2 separate regions of the Arachis hypogaea genome follow, and region 2 is linked to region 1. Evidence: chromatin contacts called from public Hi-C data. All regions are on one chromosome and are shown on one strand. Each heading gives the region's core, a stretch centred on a gene start, on an enhancer-like site or on the middle of the called end of the contact. The rest is flanking DNA. Distances are from core to core; before and after follow the strand shown.

Evidence for each region. A called contact is a pair of places that touch in the nucleus more often than the background predicts.
Region 2: a contact with region 1 is called in a Hi-C map of leaf, with 3 times the contacts expected there. The contact joins the promoter of LOC112765922 here to the enhancer-like site in region 1. A contact is called at or near these places in 4 of 8 Hi-C or Micro-C datasets (leaf and an unstated tissue).

The regions. Positions count from the first base shown.
Region 1 is chr17:124,694,134-124,697,594 of arahy.Tifrunner.gnm2.J5K5, reverse strand. No RefSeq gene overlaps it. Among protein-coding and RNA genes, the nearest start is that of LOC112764907, 30 kb to the left of the region's middle. Within about 2 kb of position 1,849, at least 2 of the 3 cell types and tissues checked have open chromatin away from gene starts, as enhancers often do.
Region 2 is chr17:124,727,254-124,730,714 of arahy.Tifrunner.gnm2.J5K5, reverse strand. It overlaps LOC112765922, which reads right to left and starts at 1,838. Exons shown (of 2, transcript XM_025811792.3): 1 at 994-1,838; 2 at 372-876. The coding sequence starts at 1,203. The coding sequence ends at 571. It overlaps LOC112764907, which reads right to left. Exons shown (of 2, transcript XM_025810733.3): 2 at 1,873-2,370. The coding sequence ends at 2,295.

The DNA of each region.
Region 1 (3,461 bases), core at 600-3,099:
CACATCTACAAGCTTGGCCAATAGCTCATGGGTCCTCACCTCGGAAAACTGATGACCACAATGGAACAGAACTTGAAAATCTTTGTCATTGTCTTTGACGAATGAATCGTACTTCACACCATCACACAATACGAAAATCGAAATTCTATAGAATAATCTCTCTACTTATTTCATGCCATGCAGCCCCAAATTTTAGATTTTATTATTCTGAAACTCGATGAAGCACGTAGAATGTTTGAGAAAAACACTCAGTGGATCCTTATCAGTAAATTTTATTCCAGATCGCATTTTTTCTTAATCGACCCTCTATAGTGCACCGGAACTAAAAAATATCATCACTAGCCATTATGAGTCCCACTATGATGAGGAATTCACGATAAGCTCCTATTTATATACGTAACTATCATAGTAAATCGAATTAATGTAACTCGATTTAGCATTTACCAACATATATATATAAATCGAATGTAATTAATTCGATTTACATCATGCAAAATCCTATTCACGTAAATCGAATCCATTAATATTGATTTATAGGGTTTAAGTGCTAAATCGGATTGATTAATTTTAATTTATATGGTGCAAGGCTAAATCAAACTATATTAATTCAATTTACATAGAGGATAGATAAATCGAATACATTAAATTCGATTTACATGGAGGAAGCTTAAATCGAGTTGATCTGCTTCGATTTAAATAATTTCATTGTCAAAATCGGACATACATGTAACATTATATCATTTGGGACTATCACATAATATTATTCTTCATTTGGTTTCTTTAGGTGTTTTACCCATTCACAAACGTATTTCTTCCTAATATTACATAAAAATAAAGTATATGGGAACAATATTTTTTTTAACGACTTAAACAACAGGTTAAAAAAAGAAATTTAATTTTAATTTTAAAAAATAAATTTTGAATTAGTTAGATATAATCTTTGTTTTGAATTTGACTTTTAACAACTACAAACCCTTCCTCTCACACCTGCACCGTGCCCCACCCCTAGTCCCCACAACCCCCTGCTGTCTCTCACGAACCACCGCATGCGTTCCTACTTCCTCGTGCGTCTGCAACTGTCGCACACATCCGTGCTTTGTTGCGCCTCCCTAACCGCCGCATGCAGCCCAGCCTCGTCGCGTCTCTATCCCGCCCATCGCTGCAGGCCTCCCAGCCTTGTCGCACCTCCATCGTGCCGCTGCAAGCAGTCCAGCTTCGTCCTCCATCGCGCTGCGGTGATTACCTCTGCTCCCCTCACCTCCACCGCGCTGCAGCAAGCAGCCCAGCTTCGTCTTCCGTCTTGCATGCGGATGAGATGTTTGTTCATGCAAAATGAGATGTTTGTTCTTAATACGGAATGACTCACCTGTACTCGGGGTTGGTGACAGCAGGAGACGGCAGCGCTTGGGAGCTTTCTCGCCGGTGAAGGAGACTGTGTGCTGAGGTAGGTGACCGACGGCTGACTGCGGTAAAAAAAGGATTTGGGTTAGAAGGGGGTGTAATTAGGTCAAAGTGAAATTAGGTAAAGGTGGTTGGTTTAGGGTGAAAGTGAAATTGAATGATTAGTGGATCTGAAATGCAATCCGTTATTCACATTGTTCGCATCTCTCGTTATTCACTTAGCAGAATTGTTACATAAATTAAGTAAATAAGACTATAAAGTTTTTATTTAAATTAAAAAAAAACTACGTGGAGATTTTGACATAGTTTTTGGTAATACTATTTTTTTTGTTGATCAAAGATCCGGGCCACAACCTGCTGGACCAGACTCAAATCAGAAGCCCATTTTGAAACCTGATCATTAATTTTCTGGCGGACCTAAGTTACTTGTTTTGATTTGTTTCGGCCAATAATATTCATGTTCATTTGTTTCGGTCTAGCAGGGTCATGGGATCTTTGTGGAAAAATTTCGGGATGGTTTTGGTGATGGTGAATTTCACAACTTCCACTGCCTCACGCTACAACCAAAAATTACTAAGTCTAAATTTTTAGTAGCTATCTATGAAGCACAGACATTCTATTGAGTTGTTGTATTTGTATGTCAGATACGTTTTAGAAAAATTTCGTCCGACACACGTGTTTGCTATGTCCAACAATGTCTTAATAAAAAATAAAAAATTCTTCTCCAAACTCGTTTGAATACACCTAAATATTATCACATGTCAGCGTATCCAATTTTATTCTTAACATGTATTTTTAAAATAAATTTAGAAGTAATATATATTATTATTTATTAAAACAAAAAATATTTTAAATACTTTATATAATTAAAATAAGAAATTAAAAATAATAAAAAATTTATTTTATGTTTTAATATCAATAAAATATCAAAATATCATTAAGATTTATCTAAAAAATACTTTATATTTTATATGTATGCGTGTCCCGTGTCTTATAAGATTTTAAAATTTGCATGTTGATGTGTCCCGTGTCGTGTCATGTCCTGTGTCCATGTCAATGTCTGTGCATCATAGGTAGCTATAATATAATAGCTATTATATATTTTATTTAACTTATATTTTTATCGTAATTATATATTTATCGTTTTTATTATATGTTATAATGATAATTATATACTTTTTGCGTCTATTAAAAATATTTTTACTGGCAATTGTATAATTATCACTAAAAGATTTAGCAACAAAACATAAAATAATTAATGTCTAATTACTAGTAAATATATTAGCGGCTATTTTTATTGTTGCTAAAAGTAAAATAAATGGCCATTAAAAAAGATTTTTTCTAATAGTGTTATTATTATCACAAAATAATTAATGCAATTAATCTTTCAGATGTTTGATTTGGTACAACTTTTATCTTTTTAAAAGTAGTTTATTAAAATTGACTTTTGAAAAAAATAAATTTTCAAGGACTATATCAACTAGATAATCAAAATAAAAATGACTTTAACAGACACAAATTAAAATAATTATGCTTGATAAAAATTATTTCAAAATTTAAAATAATTTAAGTAGATATGAATATAATAAAAAATAAGAATAAATATAAATATTCAGTAATACAGGATATTATACTAACTTTGTTGAATTTAATTATTAATATGATTTGGTCATATAATATTATTGAAATTTAAATATATGTTATTTTTTTGAAACATAAAAAAGATAGAAAAAAATTTAAATTTTATTTATTTAAAAATTAGAAAGATAATTAAAAGGAGGAGTTAAGATTCTTAATATTTTTCATTGAGATTGAGAATAACCAATAATAATGAGTTTGTTACTTAAAGTCATAAATAAATTTAACTAAATTTAAAATATATGAATTTACATCTAAAGAAAACAAAAGAAAATTTTACATAATAAGGGTTGTCTTCTGTCAAAATAAAGCCAAAATAAATCATTTAGATTAGTTCTTATCTTCTATATATTAATATCTTATTTTTCTTTACATTTTTTAAATTTATTCATAAATATATAATTTGCTATTATATCTACAAA
Region 2 (3,461 bases), core at 589-3,088, 33 kb before region 1:
AGAAGCCATGATGAATGTGTTGTATTAATGTCTTTTGACATTGTAGAGCTGATTTAGGAATCCTTTGTTTTGAGTGTTAATGAGTTTTTTGGCTGACTTGTTTAAGTTGTTTTCAGTTATATTGAACTAAATTGTGTTTGACTCTGTTAAGTACTTTTGGTGGTAGATTACCTAATTTCCTTATGTCATTGCAACATTGTCACTTGATCACAGGTTATGCTTGAATTACAGGGAATGTTTATTTACTTTTTGGGGATTGTTATAAACGTTATGTAACCTGTTATGGTTAATGTGATCAGATATAGTACATTTAAATGTTAATTACCAAGTTTGTACTACAAGTATTCTATTTAGTTTTACTGCACTTTGCAAAACACAACAGACATCAGGTTCTCATCAAATTTATAGTTGAATAATTTGTTACATTCTTAATACACATCAGGTTCCATGAAAACACAATACAAGAGTTGTCATTCCCTATTTCAACCAAATTTGGCACATTCACAGTTATAAAAATACACACTAATCATTCACATTTACTCTTCATCCACTATTTAACATTAGTTCAACTCAGTTCTTAAACAGAGCAAAGAAATTGATGAAGACACCAATTGCAACCCCAATGCACATCATGATTAGAAGAATTTCAATCCTCCTTAATTTCTCCTTCAATTCTTTTGTAAGAACAGGTAGCACCATGGGGTCTATGTCCTCATACTCCACTGATTCGGACAGCTTCCTAGTGCTCTTCTGTTTGAGTTTTCCACCTGAAGATAGTCTGGGTTTGTGGTTCCAAGAACATTCTACCTCTTCAACCATGTCTTGCTCTTCCAATTCATCAATCCATTGAAAATATTTGCAATCCTGGTTTTTATTCTGTCAAGAACACAAATTGAAAACCCATGAAGAACAAATCAATCATAACGTGCAAAACACATTAAAACAGGAATAACTACAAAGACCCATTAAAGGCCAAAACCCAGTCATGCTTACCTTCCATAGTGGGCACCGAAGGAACCACCTCCCTGGGTTAGCATTCATCTTCGATCTCAGAGCAACAACAGCAAGAGAACAGCGACACATACCGTCATACTGCTTCGAACCAGAGTCTTCGCACCTATCGTTGCCGCCTTCTACCATTGATGCAGACCTTCGCTTCATCATACCTACTGCATTCATGGTTGAACGGCTATTCAGATGCATCACGTTTTCATTTTGCAATTGGAAATTAGGGTAATTGAATTAGAAAATTTGAAAACGGGTCCAGGTAAGCTTTCCATTTGCCACACAAGCTTTTCCATTTGCCACATCACACACTTCCGTCAATAGAGAAGGCATCACTTGCCGGACGGGCATTTGGTGCACGTTTTTAAATTATCCAACGATATTTTTGTCGATAATAAAAGTGAGGGGCATTATTGTCAGCGTTTAAAAAATCCGGGGATATAATTGGTGGTTAACCCATATATATATATATATATATAATGTGTTATAAATTCATATAAAATGTCTTTAATTATTAAGTCAAAATTTTCAATTAAAAATTTAAAAAATTTCTTTATATAAAAGCCAAATTTATTTATTTATATAAATACTAAATTATAACTCCAATATCTTATCAAATTATTGTATATTGTATTTTGTTAATGATTTGTGGGTAAGGTAAATATCCACCAATTAAGGATAGATAAGATTAGAATTGACATGTTATAAATCTGTCAATAGAATAAGGTTGATCAATCTGTGTATAAAGTTAAGATTCAATCTAAACTTTATTCTACTTTATTCATTATCACCCCTAATCTTTGATATGTTAAGTTGGAGAATATAGTGAGAAATTAATATATCTTAAACTTAATTATGTGCTAATCATCAGAAAATGCTATCCATTGCATAGTCATAGAACCATCTAACAGTACAACCAAGATAAAGAATAAAAGAAACATACAGGCTAGTTAAAGCCACCTCTATGAATATCTAATAAACCCACAACACTGTTCACACTTTCATATATGCCCTGTCATGTCTAAACATCAGTGAAACATTAATTACATGAAGCACATACAACAATACTTGTAAAAGTGTTAATATTGGATCACAATATATTCTTGAGAGCCAGGCTCAAAAGTTGGACTCATCTGAATTATTTATCAAAGTTAAAGCCGAATCAAAGTATTATCAATGGCTATAATTCCATGATGAGCCTGTGTATGTGGACTTGTTTCAACATATAAAGGATGCATTCATTCCACGAGTACTCTATCATTTTTCATCACACCAACATGTCGACAATGTTATTTCTGTGTTTGCCTTTTGCGTCTTGGAATGCAAGGCCAGCAACGATGACCGTTACTCTTCTCATTCCTAACCCTAAAAATGCATAAAAAAAATCATGGTGCCCAAATTTAATTAGAAAATAATAACTTAACCAAGATAAACACATAAACGTGTAGGTCCTAAATATGATGTTACAATGCTTAATATGTAAGGCTATTTCCTTTTTTCTTTTTCTCTTTTTTTGTCAAAGTAGACACCTGTTTGGCTTACAACCATTACTTGTTTAGTTAGATTAGTAAGGAACAAAAAGTAATTGCATATTGCAATAGCTAAGAAACAAACGTCTGGTAAGTATCGATTATGCTACGTGTACACAAAAATCAGCTACCAAAGTCAGTTACTAGTATAAAATATACGTTAAAATAAATACACATTAAAAGTAAATTAAATCACATATATATTTATACACAAATATATTAGTGACTAATTTTAGTGATTAATTTTAGCATATAAAAAATATTTTTGAATGACTATAATACCCCTTTTGATTTGATTTAGGTCAAGTCCTTAAAAGAAGCACCAAAGGACATTTTCAATCAAAGTAAGTGGTGCCAATTTCCCCCTATAATCGATCACACACAGGGAGAATGGAGTGGTGTTAGATGAACATCGAAAATTGAAAATCAATTGAAAACCAATATTCATTGGTTTCGATATTCAATACGATAAAATGGTAAAAACATTTTATAAGATGAAATCTAGAATCTACCCGACAGCGTGTGCGCGTTTGTAACTTTTGTTTCTCTTTTACTTTTTCAGTTACCAAAATTTTGGGACCGAAACCCTAAGATCATGTTATAGTACTTTGAAGCAAATATTCCCCAAGATCCAGATCAATTTGAAGGATATACAATTGAATGTTCTGTTCTGAAATCAGAACCAAACAAACAACGGAAAACTCTGCAAGATTCAACTAACTAACAGCACGAAATAAAATAAAAAAATTGTATAATTACTTCTCCTGTTCTAGAATCTTGTCCCCTGTACCAACTATATGATTTAATTTAATATGTAGAATTTTAACAAAATTAAGATGATTTAAGAAAAGCACATGGCATCAATTTTCTAATTTTTAATCAAATAACAAACAGAAAATCAAAGCCATATATATGTTCTTAAATTGT